Linked DNA regions of Mus musculus: region 1 is linked to region 2. The links are chromatin contacts, called in public promoter capture Hi-C maps. All regions are on one chromosome and are shown on one strand. Each heading gives the region's core, a stretch centred on a gene start, on an enhancer-like site or on the middle of the called end of the contact. The rest is flanking DNA. Distances are from core to core; before and after follow the strand shown. Region 1 holds the start of Cys1 (cystin 1). Region 2 holds the start of Grhl1 (grainyhead like transcription factor 1).

The links. Capture Hi-C pulls out chosen DNA fragments and counts their contacts.
Region 1: a contact with region 2 is called in a promoter capture Hi-C map of liver. The contact joins the promoter of Cys1 here to the promoter of Grhl1 in region 2. A contact is called at or near these places in 10 of 39 promoter capture datasets (the C10 cell line, the HPC-7 cell line, cranial neural crest and 7 more), 2 of 484 Hi-C or Micro-C datasets (erythroblasts and nephron progenitors), 3 of 115 datasets of contacts at active chromatin or transcription factors (embryonic stem cells and memory CD8 T cells) and 3 of 9 other capture datasets (adipose tissue, liver and pancreatic islet).

Annotation. Positions count from the first base shown.
Region 1 is chr12:24,680,053-24,686,638 of GRCm38.p6, reverse strand. Cys1 (cystin 1) reads left to right here and starts at 4,844. Exons shown (of 5, transcript NM_001004455.2): 1 at 4,844-6,009. The coding sequence starts at 5,731. It overlaps Gm36129 (a long non-coding RNA gene), which reads right to left. Exons shown (of 3, transcript XR_872578.3): 1 at 6,303-6,586.
Region 2 is chr12:24,570,196-24,576,338 of GRCm38.p6, reverse strand. Grhl1 (grainyhead like transcription factor 1) reads right to left here and starts at 4,052. Exons shown (of 16, transcript NM_001161406.1): 1 at 3,881-4,052; 2 at 239-425. The coding sequence starts at 3,900.

The DNA of each region.
Region 1 (6,586 bases), core at 3,595-6,094, 110 kb before region 2:
GGTGGAGGAAAGGGGTATTGCCAGGGATAGGAGGTACTGTCAGCCTGGTGCTTGTATGGAGCTGACCAGCATTAATGAGTAACCTCAGAGGAGGCTGGGAGTTCAACATGACTTAATAGTTAATGAGTTACAAGTCAAAGCACCAAGACTCTTTTAATACTTAAGCCAAGCTTTAACTGGAGACCTCTACTCCTCCGAGCTGATTAGCAGAGCAGACCATTGTCAGATCTCTAACAAGAAGTAGGAATCTCGCATTGCTGCAGCTCTCTGGGGCTGCATGGCTGGCTGTGTGCAGAAGGGAGCCTCCTGACAAGTCAGTTTCCACAGCTGCTTTCCACAGTACGGTGTTTGAGCATTGCACGGGACACTCCCATCATTGTCCCATGCCCTGAGCCAGTGGCATCACCAGGACTCACTTCTGGGATAAACATTACATATTATGAATGGTCAAATTGACCTAGGCCTGCTCTCTCCCTCACTGCCCCCTTGGCTGCCCTCGATGGCTTCCACAGTTGATCACTCTAGTGGTGCCTAAAGCCTGCACAGCATCCAAATCTCCCACTGCATGATGGGTGACGGGAAGGTGAGCAATAGGTCTCCAAGAAGGGACACACAGGGAGGCGACAACCATGGAGGTGACCACATGTGGCTAGCACACATCCTATCCAGAGAGCTTTTCCTTTCTTCCTTCCTTCCTTCCTTTCTTCCTCCCTCCCTCCCTCCCTCCCTCCCTCCCTCCCTCCTGTCTCTCTCTCTCTCTCTCTCTCTTTCTTTCTTTCTTTCTTTCTTTCTTTCTTTCTTTCTTTCTTTCTTCTTTCTTCCTTTTTATGGTTAATGAATCAAATTTATGTATCAATAAAGTCACAATTTACATGACACCAATTCAATAATTTCAGAGCCAGTTGATAATGATAAAAGCTCTATCCCAATTATTCTAACCTTATGATATCATAACTACCCATGGCTGGTAAAAGGGTTACCATCCCTTTTTTCACATCCACCACCATCTCTTTCTCCCAGAGAGCCTTTTCAATGGCTGAGTCCATACACCCGGGAGAGGGGATAGCCCTCCCACGTGAGGGACCAGATCCTAGCTCATGGTCAAGCCTAGACTCCTGAATCCAGTAGCCCAGGTTCTTGACCGTTTCTCCAGCCAAATATTGCCCATTAGCAATTCCTGTCTATCCCCTCCCCTCCCACCCAAGCCCATTCTCTTCTTTTCCACTCTGCATCATACCACCCTGAGCTCCTAAGGGATGCTGTGCTCCCGGGAGCATTCCAGGGAGAGAATCTCACATCTATAGTAGCATAAAGAAAGTACATGAGTGTGAACAGGAGGGGCGGAGATGACACCCATGCCATACTTAAAGACCATCGACTGGTCCTCTGGCCCCATGTCTCCAGCTCCTACGTATATGGAAGGCTTCGGCTCCTCTGTTCCTGTCATCTGGCTGCTCTCAGATATCAGCTTTCCACCTCTGAGGATGGGCTGAGATGGGTCATTTGAGATGATCCTTCCCTGTCCCTCACAACTCTGTTGTCTTCATTTCAATAGGGTCTCAAGTATCAAGCTAAGCAGGTGCTTTGCCACACACCCCTGCATACCCTGTGGCTGAACCAGAACTCCTGAGGGTCTAAGCCTCTCACGCAATTCAGTAGCATTAAAAGAAGCAGCCCAGGGGTGAGGACTGGGATATATAGCTCAGCCTGGGAGAGTGCTTGCCTATGCTTCAAGCCCCAGGCTTGATCCCCAACACCACATGAATGCAGCCTGGAGGGAGGTACATGCCTGTAGTCTCAGCACTTGGGGGTGGGGGCAGAGGAAGGCCAGGGTCATCTTAGGGTACACAGTGAGTTCAAGGCCAGTCTAGACTGCATGAAATCGTGTCTCAAAAAAAAAAAGTTACATTGTCTCACTGCCTGCTGAATACAATACTTTCTGTTTATGATGCTGGGGATGGAACCAGGCCTCACATGTGTTCTGACCCACATGTACTGTTTTGCTGTGTGTCTACTCTATTCATCATTCCCATGATGTATGCTTGTGACGTGCCGTCGGTAAGGGAAGCTCTGGGCAGGCAGCATTTAGCTGAGGTCCTTGAGGGAAGGGAACTTGAGCAGAACTTTGAAAGGTGGGCAGGTTTGTTTTGTCCATTGCAAGGATAGGACAAGGATAGGACCAGCTTCTTCTTCAGATGCCAGACAGACTATTCACCCATCCACTGGTCCCTCCAGAATATATCATCAATGGTAGCTCTCTTCTAAAGCTATTGGATTTTGTTTTGCTGTGAGTGTGTGTGTGTGTGTGTGTGTGTGTGTGTGTGTGTGTGTGTGTGTGCATGCACTCTAGAACCAAATGCAAGCCTTGAGCATACTAAGCAAGAAGCTATAAGTGAACTAGACTCCAAACCTGGTGGTTCTCCTGCCTCAGCCTCCCAAGTGCTGGGACCACAGGCACACCATCACACCCAGTAAGTCAGTTTATGGAAAAGATATTCCGGGCTGGAAATTATGTTCTGTCCTAACAAGGTTCTCTGTTGCTATGATTAAACCCATGACCAAAGGCAAGTTGGAAGAGAGAAGGGTTTATCTTGCTTACACATGCCATCACTGAAAAATGTCAGGGCAGGAACTGGGAGGCAGGAGTTGAAGCAGAGACCATGGAGGAACCCTGCTTATTGGTGTGCTTCCCATGGCTTGCTTAGTTTATTTTCTTATTGTCTTAATTTAAATTGTATTGCTATGAAGAGATACCATGACCATGGCAACTCTTATAAAGGAAATACTTACTAGGGGCTGGCTTACAGTTTCAGAGGTTTAGTGGGGAGCAGGGTGGCGCTCAGGCAGACGTGGTGCTGGAGGAGCTGAGAGTTCTACATCTCGATCCAAAGGCAACAGAAGGAGACTATGCTCCACACTGTGCAGAGCTCGAGCAGAAGAGACCTCAAGCCCTCCCCCACTTCCTCCAAGGCCACACCCACTCCAACAAGGCCACACCTCCTAATAGTGCCACATTCAAACACATGAGTCTACGGGGGCCATACCTATTCAAACCACCACGTTTATACCTCCAAGGTCCACACGATTATTAATTAATAAAATGCCCACACAGAATTTCCTACAGGCAAATCTGATGGAGGTGTTTCCATAACTGAGGTTTCTTCTCAGACAAGTCAATTTATGTCAAACTGACAATAAACTTACCAGTACAGGTTCTTGTTTTCAGAGTTAGTCCAAAAGTGCTTAAGCTGAGCCTCACACGCCATCCACCATCACCAGCAAACGTCCATAATCTCTCCATAGAAAGGTACCTGGATATGGGGGCAGCCCTTGAGGCCTGAGCCCTTAATCCCAGCACTCAAGAGGCAGAGGTAGAAGGATTTCTGTGAGTTTAACGTTAGCCTAGTTTACATAATGAGTTCCAGGTGAGCCAGAGTCACAAAGAGAGACCCTGTCTCAAACAAAACAGAAGTCTACGTGTGACTGTAAGGCTCCTGTCTGGAAGTTTAGCTCTTGTCTTCTATTTTTTGAGATTCTTGAGACTAACTCGCTCTGGGCAGACTCTTGTCTACCCTTAGAAAGGATCTTGGAGGCTGCCTGTGCGCTCGGTATTAGTGTGGGTTTTGTTTTTAGATGGCTGGTCTCCTGCAGCCCAGACTATCCTCTCAAACTTGCTAAGAAAGCATTCCCGGAGGTGACCTGGACCTCCTAATCACCTGCCTATGCTCCACGAGTGCTGGGATGACAGGCCTGCAGTGCAATGCCTCCCTCTGTCTAGCCCTTCCAGACTCCTGGAAGCCAGGACTCCAAATGTGGCTGACATTATGTGTGAGCTCAGAGAGAACGCAGGCTTTGGCAAGACTCCTGTGCAAGCACAGCCACGGAGACAAGTCTGGGGAAACAGTTGAAATCAAGAGTATCGAGAAAAATTTGGCTGCTCTGGAGAACACAGGAGCGCTGGCTATATTTAAACTCGGAGTCACATGACTAGACTCTACTTGGGCAGGAGTAAAACGTGTTTTCTTTTAAATGATTAAACTGAGTTGAACTTTGCTCAAGGAAAAAATTCATTCTCTCTGACTTTTTTTCCCTTGGCTTGATGAATTTCAAGATGAGATTTGTTTTCATAAAGAGAAAACTTACGTCAGTAATCTCTAACCTAGACACATCTGTGCACCGTGTATCCCACTTCTGTGGGCATACATCTATTCCTGCGGTGATGAAAATAGTAAAATTTTATGCCTCCGTTGGAAGAATTTCACCCAAAATTCCACTTTCACATTGGGTTGGCCAGTACGGATGCGGTTATTGGCAAGCCAAAATCAGAGAAAACCAAACTTCGGGGTATTTAAATCACCCTGCCCTGGAAAGTGCTGGAAGGGAAGCAGGCAAAGAATTAGCCTATGGTAAGCCTCCAGAAATTGTCCCGTAAAAGCACAAATCTAGCCAAGCCAGGGTCGCCCCAGTCCTGTAGAAACCTCAGTGGTGACAGCTTTAGTAACCAGATCTATACCTGGAGAAAAGGAAGCCAGAGCCTGCGGTGAAGCGGCCAGAGGAACTCCAATCGGAGGTCAGAAAGATGGTGAAGAGGAAGGTCGTCTTTCGACCTCTAAATTCACCCTGTCCGGGCCGGGGGGTCGCAATCTTCCACAATCTAACCACCCCAAATTCTGCGCATCCTTCCCTCCCAGGAAGTCACACGCCCACTCCAGAGTCTTCTCCTCTACCCTCGAGTCCCTGTCCAGGGACACGCCCTTCAGTGTGCCCTGCCCAGGGCCTCTGGTACACGCCTCTCAACCTCTCACTCCGGCTGGCCACCCTGAAGCTCTCCCCTCCCTTGGACATTCTCTCTCTCTCACACTCACACACACATCTCCGGCTCTCCTTTTCTGTCTCCCTCCTCCTCTCACCTTGTCTCTGCTCTCTCAGACCTGTACCTGAAGCCCCAACGACCTCCTTTCCGACAGTGCTAGTCTCCAACCCCGACTCCTGATCTTCCCCTTCCCTGGCATCCGGCTCTGCTTCAAGCATTCTTCTGTCTTTCACCCCCCAGCTCTTTTCAGCCGGTGCCTTGCTCCCCTTGCTCCCAGCATGACTCCCACCCGTGCTCCATGGGCCTCCCCCAAACTTCTCCAAGATGATTCTTTCGCCCTGACTTCCCTTCCACCAGTCTATCCACTCTGCACCCTTTAAGGCTCCCTTCCATACAATACTAACCCTGTTGCACCTCCCTGCAGTGCCACCCTACCCCAAACTTCCCACACCCCCGCCGCACCCTGAGAGTCTCCCAGGGAGTCACTCCCACCCTCTCTTCATCCCGCTTACTCTCCTTCCCCCCCAGGATCACCTTCCCCATTTTCTCCCTGTCTCACGGCGCTCCCCCTGCCCCACCCCGTTCTTCATCTCCTCCAAGTCTTTCCCCATCCTCCCATTCTCCCCCTGAGGAGCGCCCCCTCTCCCCTAGCAGCCTCTACTTCCTCCAGCCTCCCAGATCATCCTTGCTTCTCTGTCTCTTCCATCCCCGCGCCCCCCGTGACTCCTCCTGCTACCCCCGTTTCTCATAGCTCCCATCCCCCGTGACTCTCCTCCCTCCCTATCTCTCCATCGCACCCTCCGCCGCTCACTCCTCCAGAATCCCCCTTGCTGTTCCCTCGCCCCATCTGGCCCGCCGCGCTCCCGCCCCAGTCCCGCCCGGCTCCCAGGCTGCGCGCTCCAGGCTGGGTGCGCGCCATGGGCAGCGGCAGCAGCCGGAGCGGCCGGATCCCGAGGCGGCGACGCAGCCCTGACAGGCGTCAGACAGGCCCGGGAGAGACAGCCTCGGAGGGCGGCACGGCTGACCAGGCCCGGACGGCCGCGGGGCAGGAGGAGAGCGGCCGCGACCCCCGACCCGCGACGCCCTCCGGTGGCCGGGAGGAGACCCTACGCCTGCTGGATCAGTTGCTGGCCGAGTCGGAGGCCTGGGGGCCCCAGGAGCTGACCCCACGAGGCCCCGCCCGGCTCGCACCCGCGGTGAGTATGGGGGCCAGGCCCTCCACCCATCCCTCTGCATCCCTAGTATCCTCCCACCCAGGCCTCCGTCCCTACTTGGCGCCTCTGTCCCCAGCTCACCCAGAGTGGCCCCCCACCCCCGCCCCAGTCCCTTATAGGGTTTTGTGTCCCTTCCTTATCCCCACTCTTGCATATTCTAACTCTGCCTCCTGGGTGGGTGCCCGCTACTGTCTCTGTTAAAGGAGACAAATGCAAACAACAGTTGGCAGAAACACCTAGAACTTTCTTCTGACTCAGGGCTTGCATTCCTTTACCAGTGGGGCTGCACGGAGTCGAGTTGCAGCATCCTTACAGCCCAGGTGGGAATTGACCAGCAAGGGCCTCTGCTTTGGCCATCAGGGAATACGCTGGGAGGAGGCGATAAGTGGGTGGACCACCTGCCAAACAGTGGTTGGAAAAACGCCCTGCAGCGTCGGACACATCCGGATCTTTGGCTGGCCAGGCAATTCCCATAGTACAAGCTATTTTTAAGATGCTTTGAGTCTTTTAGCTTCCTTATTCTCTCTTGCTGAACACTTGTAATAACACCCCCCGCTGT
Region 2 (6,143 bases), core at 2,803-5,302:
TTATTAGCAGCGTCTCCTTCAGCGAGGGCCAGAGCAGCTGTTTAAAAACCACCCTTTGATTCTATGATCGTAGATGCTCAGCTTTGAACCACCAAAAGCCGGGGGACTCGTTAAACTATTTATAGTCACTAGAGAAGCAAGCATCCTGACATTCCACCAGCAAATGACTGTTTTATAGGCTGCTGAATCAGGTGCGTCTGAGCATGGCGTTCGCAGCTGTAAAGAGCCCGCAGCCTACCTTGTAGTAGTCATAGAGCAGGCCCAGCGCAGCCGCGCTGTCTTCGTCTCCGTTGATGCTCATCATCGCTTTGGTTGCCGCAGTGAGAGGGTTTTCCAGGAACGACTTCCAGGCTTCATCCTCACTGGTATAGGAGCGCCGCTGTGGGTAGAGGGCTTCATTCTGAAGTACCAGCACGGGCCTTTTGCTTCAGAGGAAGAAATTAAAAAGTTAAATCCATACTTCCTACAGCCAGACAGCTTAGAAGCTGTATAAAAACAAAACCCATAAAACCAAAAAAAAAAAAAAAAAAAACCAAAACAACAAAAACCAACACCCAAAACCAAGCTAAATAAACAGTTCTTTGACATTCCTCTAAAATAGGACACACGGCCCTGTGCCAGAGCAACTGCTTAGCATGAGCAAAGCACTGGGCTCCATCTCCTGTATCAGAGTCAATTAAATACCAACAGCTTCTGAAGGTCTGTCTGAAGGAAACGCAATAAAGTTAGTGAAATGGCGTCCACACTCCTCTTAAAGATAATTTTGGAATAAATACAAAAACATTCAGAAAATTCAGATTTGGTTTACAAAACACTTTTTCTAAAGGCGTATTTTAAATCACCCTGTGTCACGATAGCTACATCAGTAGCCTTAGCTTTAGTAAGTCAGATGAAGACAGGCTCAGAAGGCAAGGCAGAAGGAAGCCCCCCCCCCCCCCCCCCCCCGTCAGAAACACTGAGATAATACTACCTGTCAAAATCCAAAACTAGTCCCAAGAAGACACGGGGCTATTTACATATTTATAACAGCACATACGGGATACAGCGAGGCATGGATACAGTTTAATCACACTCAAGCAGGCTGCGACATGTGACTTCCCCCTTCCCCAGCCAGGGCCATGTCTTTAAACAGCTCCTTCCGAGAAACAGGGGCAGGAGGAAGGGACGGAAAGCAAAAGGGAGATTTCACTTAATCCTTCAGGGTATATGAGAAAGTTAGAAGACTTCTGTTACCAGCAGAAGGAGACTGGAATGTAGCCAACGGGGCCTATAAATCAGTAAAGCCGCCTAATCTTCTGGCATGGGAGTGAACTGCTCATCTTAGAGATAAACACTCAGCCTACAACAGACGAAGGCACAGGATGAAAATCGGCCTTTAAGAAAAACAGTGGACAGTTAGGATTTTAAAATCTTTACATGGGCCCAGGGAAGATGGCTCAGAGGTAAAGGCACTTGCTCATGAGTCTGATGGCCTGAGGGTCCATCCCTGGGACCTACATAGTGGAAGAAGAGAACAGATCCCTTCAAGTTGTTCTCTGATTCTTAAAGACACACACACACACACACAGAGAGAGCAAATTAATCACTTAAAAGTCTTCATTGGCTGGTAAGATAGTTCAGCTGATAAAGGTATCTGAGTTAAATTTTTAAAACCCACATGGTTGATAGAAAGGCCTTGCTACAAGTTGTCCTCTGATGTGTGTGTGTGTGTGTGTGTGTGTGTGTGTGTGTGTGTGTGTGTGAGAGAGAGAGAGAGAGAGAGAGAGAGAGAGAGAGAGAGAGAGAGAGGGAGAGAGGGAGAGGGAGGGAGAGGGAGGGAGGGAGAATATGTTGGGAGGGTGAAGGGAGTGCCAACACCAACTCATAAAATAAAATAAATAAAATGTAAAAAACCTTTACTAGGCTTTAGGATTAGAGGGCCTGGCTAAGGTGTTGTGCACGTGACTTCTCTGCTCTGGGTGAGGGGGCTTCCTGGGCTTAATCTCCAGTGCTCCCTTCCCCCCAAAATAAATACAATCTTTATTAGTTTTTCACACCAGGCAAGGACCATTTCACATTAACAGCGCAGTTTGTGGGAAAAATCCAGAAAACGAATGGTGAATTTAGTGGCGCTTTACAGAAGGTTTAATTTAAATAATCCAAGCAAAGTCTACTGATTCCAGAACCTGGAAATGTCAACAGTCTCAACAACTGTCCAGCCGGTACTGTTTAATAAGTCAATAGAAAGAAAAAACGGAACATTGACTTCAGCAAGACGAGGCAGTACTTTTGTGTGTGTGAGGGAACAAGAACGGAGGTGTCTGGAACTTATCTGAATTATGGCTGTCCTGGCCCAGGTCTCGTTGCAACACACGAATGAAATATGTAAATGGCCTGGAGGTGACCTACCTTTTCTAAAAGTGAGTGGAGAAAGTCTGATTATCTTCTCAAGTAATCAACAAAGGTTAGGGCTTGGCAGTCACCCAAATCCTTCAAAAACAGATATAGGTTTAGAAGAAGAAAAAAAAGGACATCTTTGAAAAGGGGAGGAAAAAAGACGAGTCTGAGGGCTTACATCTGGAAGCAGCTTATTATTTTGAAACATAAAAAGAATCAAGAAGGCTTATCTTTATAAATCTCAAGTTTTATCCGAAGAAAGCAATACACAACCTAGCATTCCCCGCAAGCAAGCCTTTGGGTCCTGAGGCCGATAGAGATGGCGGTTCCGGTTCCGTGGTGAGAGTCTCTGGTGTACTGCTGAGCTATTATTAATAGTCTAATAGCCACTTCCAGAAGACTCTGACAGCAGTTGGCTCGCTCAACAGTCGTAATGCTAGTTTTTCAAGCTTCCCTTCTCCCATCCCATCCAACATTGGTACAAGCATCAGAAAATAAATATTTTCCAAGTGGCTTTATGTCTGCAATTACCCTGAAGGCATTTTATATTTCCAAAGTATGCCTAAGGCCAAGAGGCTGGCACTGGGACTTTTGCCTAGTCAGTAAGTAGAGAAATAAACACATGAACAATTGCAGCCCACTTCTTCAAGAAGAGCAAGTTGTTGCTCCGGCCCTGAAGGTTCATGGGTGTTTTCAAATGAGCCTCAGACCTTCAAGAGTTATAGGTCAGGATTCTAAAAGGAAAGCCGAGCACTACCTGAACTTCATTTTCTACAAGACAAGATTAATCTCTTACTGATTCCACACTCAGCTAACCTTCATCAGAAAACAAGCATGAGAAAAATCCACCCTTAACAAGTTAACTATGAAACCAATTCTTCACTCCAGATTTACTGAGCCGAGATAAGACAGACTTGATCTTTCAGAACATCTTCATATTTATAGAAAAGTTGCGAGTAAAATCGAGAACTGCCCCCACACAAGTCCTGCCAACGTCTGATCACATCTTACATCATCACTGAACATTTCTCGCTGCTTTCTTATGTCCCAAACTCTAAAAAGCAATCCCGATTCGACAGTGGTCTCTAACTTTATCACCCTGCGTGCAGTTTCTTCCTCTTGATATTCCCAAACGGCAAAAATAGTCTTCTGTAATTACCATCGGTGATGCAAGGGCCCAAGAACACCCACAGCAGATTTCTCACACAGCAGCCGGAGTGAAGAAAACGCGCGGGCAGCGGACACTTCAACCTTCCCCTAGATCTCTCGCTCCGGCAGCTCCGCAGGTGACAGGAGGCTGCCCAGGGTCCACCCGTCCCCACCGGTCCATGAGCGCGGGGCCCGGGAGCCCGGGAGCCCTTAGACGACAGGCCGAGTGTCCCCCCCCACCCCCTAGCCTCGCCCCACCCAGCCTGTCCTCCCAGCTCCCGGAACCCGCGCCGTCGCCGCGGCAGGTGCGGTGGCCCCCGGGCCCTGGCCGGACTCGCGCCCGCGCCTCACTCACTTGTCGTACTCCTGTGTCATCGCGCTCGCTCGCCGCTGCCGGGCCGCAGAACTGGACTTTCGGGTTGGGACAGTACACCCGATCCGGGGGGAGGAGGCGGCGGCGGGCGGCGCGCGGCGGCAGGCGGTGGGTCCGGAGCGGCGGCCCCGACGGGTTGGGTTCGCTTTTCTCGCTCTGAGCCGGCTCGGCGCGGGCTGCGCGCACTGGGCGCTGGGCTCGGCCTCCCATTGGCTGGCGGAGCTCCGGCCCAAGGCGGAGCTTCTGGAACTGGGAGGAGGGAGCTCCTCCTGATTGGTGAGATGGAGCTCTGGGGAGGAGCCTGGGGGCGGACCGGAGGGCGGGGGCCACGCGGTGCTCGGCGGTGCTCAGCGGCGCTGGGGAGCTTGCGCGCGGCTGGCCCCGGTGGCGCCGGCCGGTAGTGCCGCCGGCGCCGAGAGGCTTCGGCGCACACCCGCGTGGGCGCGTTTCACCTTCCAGTTCTCTCTCGCGGTCAGTTCTCCGGCCCCAAGGCCTCTGCCTGGGAAATACCTAGGGAATTTCTTTGCAGCTGTGCAGGTTTGGAGGTTTCCTTCTGGTTCATCTCTCAGTGCCCACCATGTGACAGTCGCCAATCTGCACAGCCTCTTAATAACCCACGTTTCCCCGGCCAGCGGTCCCTGTTTATTGGGCACCTATCAAGTGTCAAAAGCATCACTCTAAGACACCTTCCCAAGCCCCAGAGGTCCCCACCAGCCTCCTGAGGGCATCTGAACTTGCTTGGCTCTTCATCTGCCCAGCGCTATATTTGGACTTTAGCATCCTCAACCCCTACCTACTACCTGTGTGGTCTTTCTGTTTGGCCAGCTCCAGATTGGCTTCCACTTTTTCCTCCCATATCCTAACCCCTTTTTAAACCATTTTCCTATGGGTCGGTTTCTTTAACCTCAGCCTCAGGCCTACAACAGTAGAGACAGGGACCTAGACAGAGAGGACAAGGCAGAGACAGAGCAGGCAAATTTTCCTGCCTCCTAGAGCGTCCTACTTTGAGAGTCACGGTGACTCCTTTGGTGTGCGGAGAGAGATGGCACTCTTTGCAGGTGGATGGGGAAAGTAGAGTGGAGCTCTCTGGGTTTAAAGATGTAGATGGCGAGGGGGTGGGCATAAGGGTGAAGGCACAGCTATAGACCGTGATAGAGGAGACACGAGTGTGTCCACTGAGGAGCTAGGAAAGCAGTGTGGCCAGAGAGTAACTGGGCACTGGTGCAAACTGTAGAGCCCCGCGGGTTTCTGTAAGGCCTTAAGTGAGGAAGCTTTGAAGGACTTGCGGTAGGGCATAGACAGACTTCACTCGTGTTTTCAAATAATCTGGTCACTGAATGGTAGGGAATCAGCAGGAGGCAATTTCAAAAGAGACAAGCAAAAGATAAATAGTAGCCAGAAGCATGACCCGGGGTGATGGGACACTGAGAAGGGTTTGAATTCTAGATGCCTCTGTGTTCAAACGAACAGGATTCTCTGAGACCCAAAGGGCAGGTTAGAGAGCACCTCTGACAGATGGTGTGCAGACAATCCCAGGACTCAGGAGTTGAGGCAGGAGGCTCTCCAGTTCCAGGCCAGGCCCAAAGTGAAACTTTGACAACAGCAACCAAAGTCATTCTTGTTCAGAACGACCAGAGGTTTCAGCTGAGCAGCTGGATAGAGTGACTGCTGCCTCTGAGATGGCGAGGGACAGCAGACATAGCAGTTTATAAGTGGGCAAGGGTCCTGTTTAGGATGTGCTAAGTTTAAAATTCATTTTCCTTCTGAGTACATGAGTCACGCAGATGGATACTAGACTGGAGTTCCAGTGGGAGATCTGGACCAAAAATTGACCTCTGGGCAAGATCATCCTGAGGGAAGAATTCAAAGCCTTGAAATGGCTGAAGCCCTAAGGCAGGGAGGAGCCCCTGGGTCCTGGAGCCTCCAACATCAAAGGCTCAGAGGGAGAAGAGCCAGGAGAGCAGAGAGGGCAGTCAGGTGAGCTGGGAGGCCACTGAGAGATGATGGACCAGGGAGACAGGTGTGTTCTTGCTAAGGGCTGACCATGCCTTTGTCCTGTGCTAGCTGCCTCTCACCTCCCAACCCTGTGTTCTCAGTTCTCTGAGGTGCTAGCGCTCTAGTCAGTAACCACAGACATGATGCTCAGAGCGGTTTCCAGCCTCTGTGCTCAGCCCTGGGGCAACTCTGGGGCCTGGGGCCTGTTCTTTCTTTACTTGATAGTTTCAAATTTAAGAAAATTATATAT